2 separate regions of the Mus musculus genome follow, and region 1 is linked to region 2. Evidence: chromatin contacts called from public HiChIP or PLAC-seq data. All regions are on one chromosome and are shown on one strand. Each heading gives the region's core, a stretch centred on a gene start, on an enhancer-like site or on the middle of the called end of the contact. The rest is flanking DNA. Distances are from core to core; before and after follow the strand shown.

What was found. HiChIP or PLAC-seq counts read pairs in DNA pulled down with a chosen protein or histone mark.
Region 1: a contact with region 2 is called in an H3K27ac HiChIP or PLAC-seq map of VIP interneurons, with 2.8 times the contacts expected there. The contact joins two enhancer-like sites. A contact is called at or near these places in 7 of 484 Hi-C or Micro-C datasets (cerebral cortex, cortical neurons, embryonic stem cells and 1 more) and 3 of 115 datasets of contacts at active chromatin or transcription factors (VIP interneurons, bone marrow-derived dendritic cells and heart atrium).

The regions. Positions count from the first base shown.
Region 1 is chr11:44,329,734-44,332,491 of GRCm38.p6, forward strand. No RefSeq gene overlaps it. Among named protein-coding and RNA genes, the nearest start is that of Il12b, 69 kb to the right of the region's middle. Within about 2 kb of position 1,403, at least 5 of the 459 cell types and tissues checked have an H3K27ac peak or open chromatin away from gene starts, as enhancers often do. A contact at or near this core is called in VIP interneurons, where this site is marked.
Region 2 is chr11:44,192,534-44,195,445 of GRCm38.p6, forward strand. No RefSeq gene overlaps it. Among named protein-coding and RNA genes, the nearest start is that of Il12b, 210 kb to the right of the region's middle. Within about 2 kb of position 1,493, at least 2 of the 459 cell types and tissues checked have an H3K27ac peak or open chromatin away from gene starts, as enhancers often do. A contact at or near this core is called in VIP interneurons, where this site is marked.

The DNA.
Region 1 (2,758 bases), core at 153-2,652, 140 kb after region 2:
GAGCCCACACTCACAAGACTGAAACAAGATGACTGCAGCACATCTAAGGCCAGCCTTGGCTAGCGTGGGCTAGAGTGTAGCACTGCTTCAAAAGAGAAGAGAAGAAGGGAGAAGGGAGAAAGAAAAAAGAAAGGAGAGGAAAGGAAAGGGAACTCGTTCTGCTACCACAGTCCCACATCCCCGACATCGGAGCCCTGGCTGTGGCTGGGTGGCTGGCTGGCCTAGATCCTCCCAGGGGTTAGCAGTATTTTTCTTTATTGGTGATGGACATGAGACTCTGAGATGACTGCCACCCTGCAGAAGCTCTGGGGTTCTGTAGATGGCATTTCCTATCCTAACCCTGCCTCTAAGCCACTGCCCTTAGCCAAGGCTGCTGCCTTGCCATGTTTCAGTTTCCCCTTCCTCCAAGTGCAGTTCATGACAGGTAACTCCTCTGTCTTTTGATGTCCCTGAAACAGAGGCCACATCTCTCCCCTTGCCTTTGCTGCAGGCGTTTTCTTCCAGGCCTTCCCCTTCCTCATCTCTCCCTCCTGAACCCTTAGCAGACCCCAGAGATCTCCCCACATGACACCACGGTTCCAGATGTTCCCCAGTCTCTGTCACACATGGCTTCCTCCTCCTCGTAGTCTTCTGAAGGGATACAAAGCTATCCCACAAATGCCACCTTAAGAGCAAGTTATCATTTTGTCGCATGTTTGATTACTGGCCCCTTCTCCACAGCAAACATCAGAGTCACAGCTGGCTTTGGCTTCAGGTTTGTCGCTCCAGAGCTGTGTGTCCTAGGCATAGTTGTTGACATTCTCTGCCCCTCACTGTCCCCACGTGAAAAAGTGACATCATAAAACATCTCATAGGGTTCGTGGTAAGAAAGTGCACACAAGCCCTCCAGCACCGTGCCCAGCTCACTCTGTGTGTGCAGTAGTTATGCTAATTGGCACCGCCATTAGCTCTAATAGTTTTGTGTCTCCAGAGGCTGATACTTGAAGCTCATTCCTCTCCAGTTCAATGAGCTTCTAAAATACAATTCTTGGGGTTGGCGATGGCCCTAAGGAGATGCAACCCTCACAGGCTTTGCACAGCTCCTCTCCAGCATCTCTGGACAGAAGAGAGACAAAGGGAAGGATGAAGGATTCGATGGTGTTTCAAGGAGGGTCCATCCAGTCTTGACCATGAGCTGGGCTAACGCATGGAAAATGGCCAATATACACTGAAGGTTTTTCGAATGGTACCTAAGACCCTCAGGCATATCCTCCCTAGGATGCTCCTGACAAATGTGCAATGTCATCCCTCGCTTCTATTTCCTAGTCAGCACCTAATCAGGTGAATCACCCAGGGCTGCATAGCCAGAGCAAACAGTCCAGGTTCAAACCCCTGGCCAGCCTCACCCGAAGAGGTAGAGTGGGAGAAAGGGGGCACTTGCTCAGTCGCTAAAAGAACACACCCCCATGATGGGGCAGGAAAAGCAAGCCATGAAAATGTCCTGTTTTATTTATGGAAAATTAATTCAGCATGCAACTTCATTATATTGCCATTTCTCGAAACATTAACTCCCATCGATGCTGTGAATGTCTGGGAAGCTACAAAATGTCCTTTTTTTTTTTGAAAACCTCCTACTATCTGTAAACATCCAAATTTCAGACCAACCTAGATTTCCTTTTCTCTTCCCTTGACCAGTGGACTTTACATCTAGAAGGGTCCATGGGTCAGTGTGTCTTGAGGATGTTTCCCAGCAGCCTGTGAGCAGGAGGGGCAGAGAACACTTTAATCATTCGGTGAATTAACACCCCCTTTCCTCCCCCCCCCACCCCGCCCCTCGCTTTGGCTTTAAATGCCCAGCTACAGAATTATCGTCTCCAATCCTAGAAATGGTGGAGCAGTGTCTTTCTTTCTCTTGTCGGACATCGCCCTCTAGTGGTCAAGCCTATAAATGAGAAATAGAGAACCGAATGAACCTGAACCTATAGGGACCACTTCCCTCCCTCACTGCAGCTTTCTGTCTGCTCTCTCTTTTCTCTTTTTTCTTTTTTCTTTTTTCTTTTTTCTCTTTTCTTTTTTCTTTTTCCTCTTTTCTTTTTTTTAAATCACTGCTTAACAGCCTATTGTATGCCACGCAACAAGGAGTCCAGATGCATCAAGGATTCCCTGATGGTTAGTGACTGGCTTGCTGATGCCTACCCTGACAGTCTGAGGGGAATGGTCCAGATCTCAAGTCCCAGCTCTGTCCCTTAGAGCCTCAAGATCAAGCGTGTCAGTTCTACTTGCTAGACTTCTTTTTCTTACCCAGATTTCCCATTTCCAAAAGATATACTTTTACAAGTCTTCATTCTGTTTTCACGGCCAGCCCTGCGGGGCTTGGCTTTGACTCCTGGTTCTGACAGTGACCTACCTTATCACCTTGGGCAAACTGCTTAGCTGTTCTTAATATCTTTCTTCCCGACTGTGAAATGAGCACAATTCCTGACTTGCACACAATCATTCAAGTTCACGGCTGTGATGTAAGTGATATTCACCCTTGGGGGGTGGGGGGGCGGGGGGGGGGGGAGCTCACAAACATAGCCCACTGGCCCTTTCCCTTACTGAGTCAGGACTCTGAGGCACTTAACAAGCTGCCTAGGGGATTCCATCACATGGTAACCCCCAAGAACAAGTTCACTGGGCTGGACTGTGACTCTATAAACGTGGCTGTACTGAAAGGTGTGGTTGTGAAGGAGACTCCGAAGTTCAAGGTTATTCTTCACTGCTGAGTGAAACCTGCCTC
Region 2 (2,912 bases), core at 243-2,742:
TTATTTTGGGGGGAAGCAGTTAGTCTTCTTGTCATTCCATCATCTGTCTTCCTCTTCTCTTATCTATGATTAGAAATCTAAATCTAATGGAATCGTTAGATTTCCCATCCCCAAAATGATGCTGGCTGAAATACAGTTGAGCAATAGGAGCCCAGTGAGAATATCCTCTGTCATTCCCAGACCATATCACTTAAGCCCAGTCTGCTTGCATCTCTTCATCAAGGTTATTTCCAGAGGCACATCAAACTGTAGAGTAAAGCACTCTGGGTAATAGTATATTATGAAAAATACTGGATTTAACTGAGGAATTTTCTTCGCGGCTGACTTCTAAACACACACACACACACACACACACACACACACACACTTCAGAAGGCTCCTGAGAAAAAGGCAAATGGGTACCTAAGAAGCAAGCCAGTAACTCATTAGCAGCTGCTATTCCATCTGGATAGGCATATGAGGTGTATTTTTCTCTTGGGGAAGAGAGCATAATGAGGGGTGAGGGACCAGGAAAGCTTCCTGGGAGAGACGATATAGGAAAAGACTGAGAAGGATAGGGTGGGGAAAGACATAGGGACACACAATATGCAGACACTGGAGGGTCTGGGGGCAAGGCTAGAGCCTTGAACAAAAACCAGACAATTGATGAGGAGAAAGAAGAGTGGGAAGGATGGGGAGACTTAAATGTTTTAGCTGTTGTCCATTTCCCCTCCTGCCTCCCTTCTGCTTCTTTTCTAGATCACACCACCCAGGCCCAGAAGGAAAACTACAGCAATTGATTTTTTTCCTCATCCTTGATATGTTGGGGGAGGAGAGGATATTTATGTTCCTAATATTCACATTAGTTCATTAATAAATTAAAATGATCTTATTACCCTAATTTGTTTCATGTGAGTATTATAAAATATGGAAGCCATTCTTCAGAACCTCTGGTGGGTATCACTTCATTTGGAAGTGTCTCCTGCAATCGATTCAATACAATCGCGTGCTATTTTACAGACTCCCATTGCTGTCCCATCTGTGGCTCACAATGATCAAAGTATTTCACGGTTAAATAAGCTTAGAGCTATAGTTTAGGTTTTACGTCCCGAAAGACCTGTGCACTAAAGACTTGGTCCTCGGGGTATCACTAGCTCCTGAGGAGGTGCTGAAAGTTCTAGAAGAGACTTTTGGGAGACTCTGAGTAATCTAAGTGTATGCCACTAAATGGGATAGGGGCACCAAAGCCTCTCTTTCCTTTTCTCTCCTTTTTGCTGTGGCTTGCTTAATGCCTGCCTGGTGATAATGCCATTTTGTGCGACTGTGAAATCCCTCCAACCATCCGATACCTCCCTCCTAACCGTAATGGCCCATCTGGTCCTGGACTGGGACTTGTTAAGCTACCATTTATTCTCTATAAGTTAACCTTCTCAGGAATCTTGTTATAGTGACTGAGCACAGGAAATGCTGACACACATGTTCAGTCCTATTGGTTCCTCTTCGAGCAGTCTTATTTGCATATAATCATATAATACACGCTGGCAAGGGCAGCTCATTTTGCTATCAGGAAGCTCTCTTGTGCTAAGATTAAGTTCTCTAACTTTAGCCCAGATCAAAATCAATGGTGGATTTGTTAACTCGGCCTCACTGGGCCGTATTCCCAGAGTTTCGGCTCAGCAACTGTAGAGGATCGTCTGTGACTGATCTACTGGCCTAGACTACACTGGAGAATCCCAGGCCTGATCTATCTCCCTTCTCAAATTTCCATTTCTCTTCTCTAATTCCCAGAATACCCAAGTAAGCCTAGTTCCTTTATCAGCCCACACAGCATTCAACACTCAAGCTTTCCTTATTAATAGAAGCATCATAGGAGAACTCTGTGGTCAGTCACAATTTCCGTGTTTTTTTTCCAGTGGTTTAAACAGCCTAGCAACTCAATTTGCCTGCATTAGAGGGTTGTGGGTTGATTGATTGGCATGGAGAGATTGCTATGTAATTGTTACAGACTATTCCTAGTATCATTTATTCAGAATAAAAGCCTTGAGAGATCACCTTGCCTTCTGGCAGGGAGGGCCTCCAAGGTAAGCTGTAAGGATGCTTTAGCCCTGTTGTCTATGTTACCAGACCTCCACAGAAACCAGAGTCAGGAAAAGAACATTAGTTTGCTTAGAGCAAAGTGTTTCTGGAATTTTTCATGCGCAGGTCTGATGACGCTTATGGTTTTATACATGCCTCTGGAAAAAAATGCATTTACCAAATGGAGTGGTGGGTATTATCACTAAAGAGCAGAGATTCAATCATGGAATAAAGCGATCTGACAAGAAATATGAGTAAAGCCAGTATGCTCCAGTACACATCTTTAGATATCCTGACAATGTTGAATAGCACTGGTCTGAAGTACTGGGAATGAACAGGGACTTAGATGATAGAAATTCTTCAGAGTTTGAGAACTTAGTGGTGGGATCTGCGATGGTTAATGTCAATTGTCAATATGACAAAACCCCAAGTGATCAACCTTCAGGCATGCTTGTCGGGGAATTGGCTTGATTCTGTGGATGAAGGTGGGAAGACCCAACCACAGTGTAGAGAGCACCGTTCCCTAGATGGAATCCTGGATTATCTAAGAGTTGGGAAACTGATACAAATTCCCACATGCATGCACTCATAGCTGTTTACTTCTCTATACTGGGACCAGCATCTTCAAGCTCCTGGTGTCTTGACTTCTGTTCCATGATGGGCTGTACCCTGGTGAACCAGACAAACCTTTTCTTTTTTGGGTTGCTTTTGTCTGAGTATTTTATCACAGCAACAGAAAATAAAGTAAGGCAAGTCTAAATTTTAAAAACGTATGTATAAGCACAATTATATAGCCAGAAAGTAACTTTAAATTGTACATACTTTGACAGAGTCTCACACAGCCAAGAATGACCTCA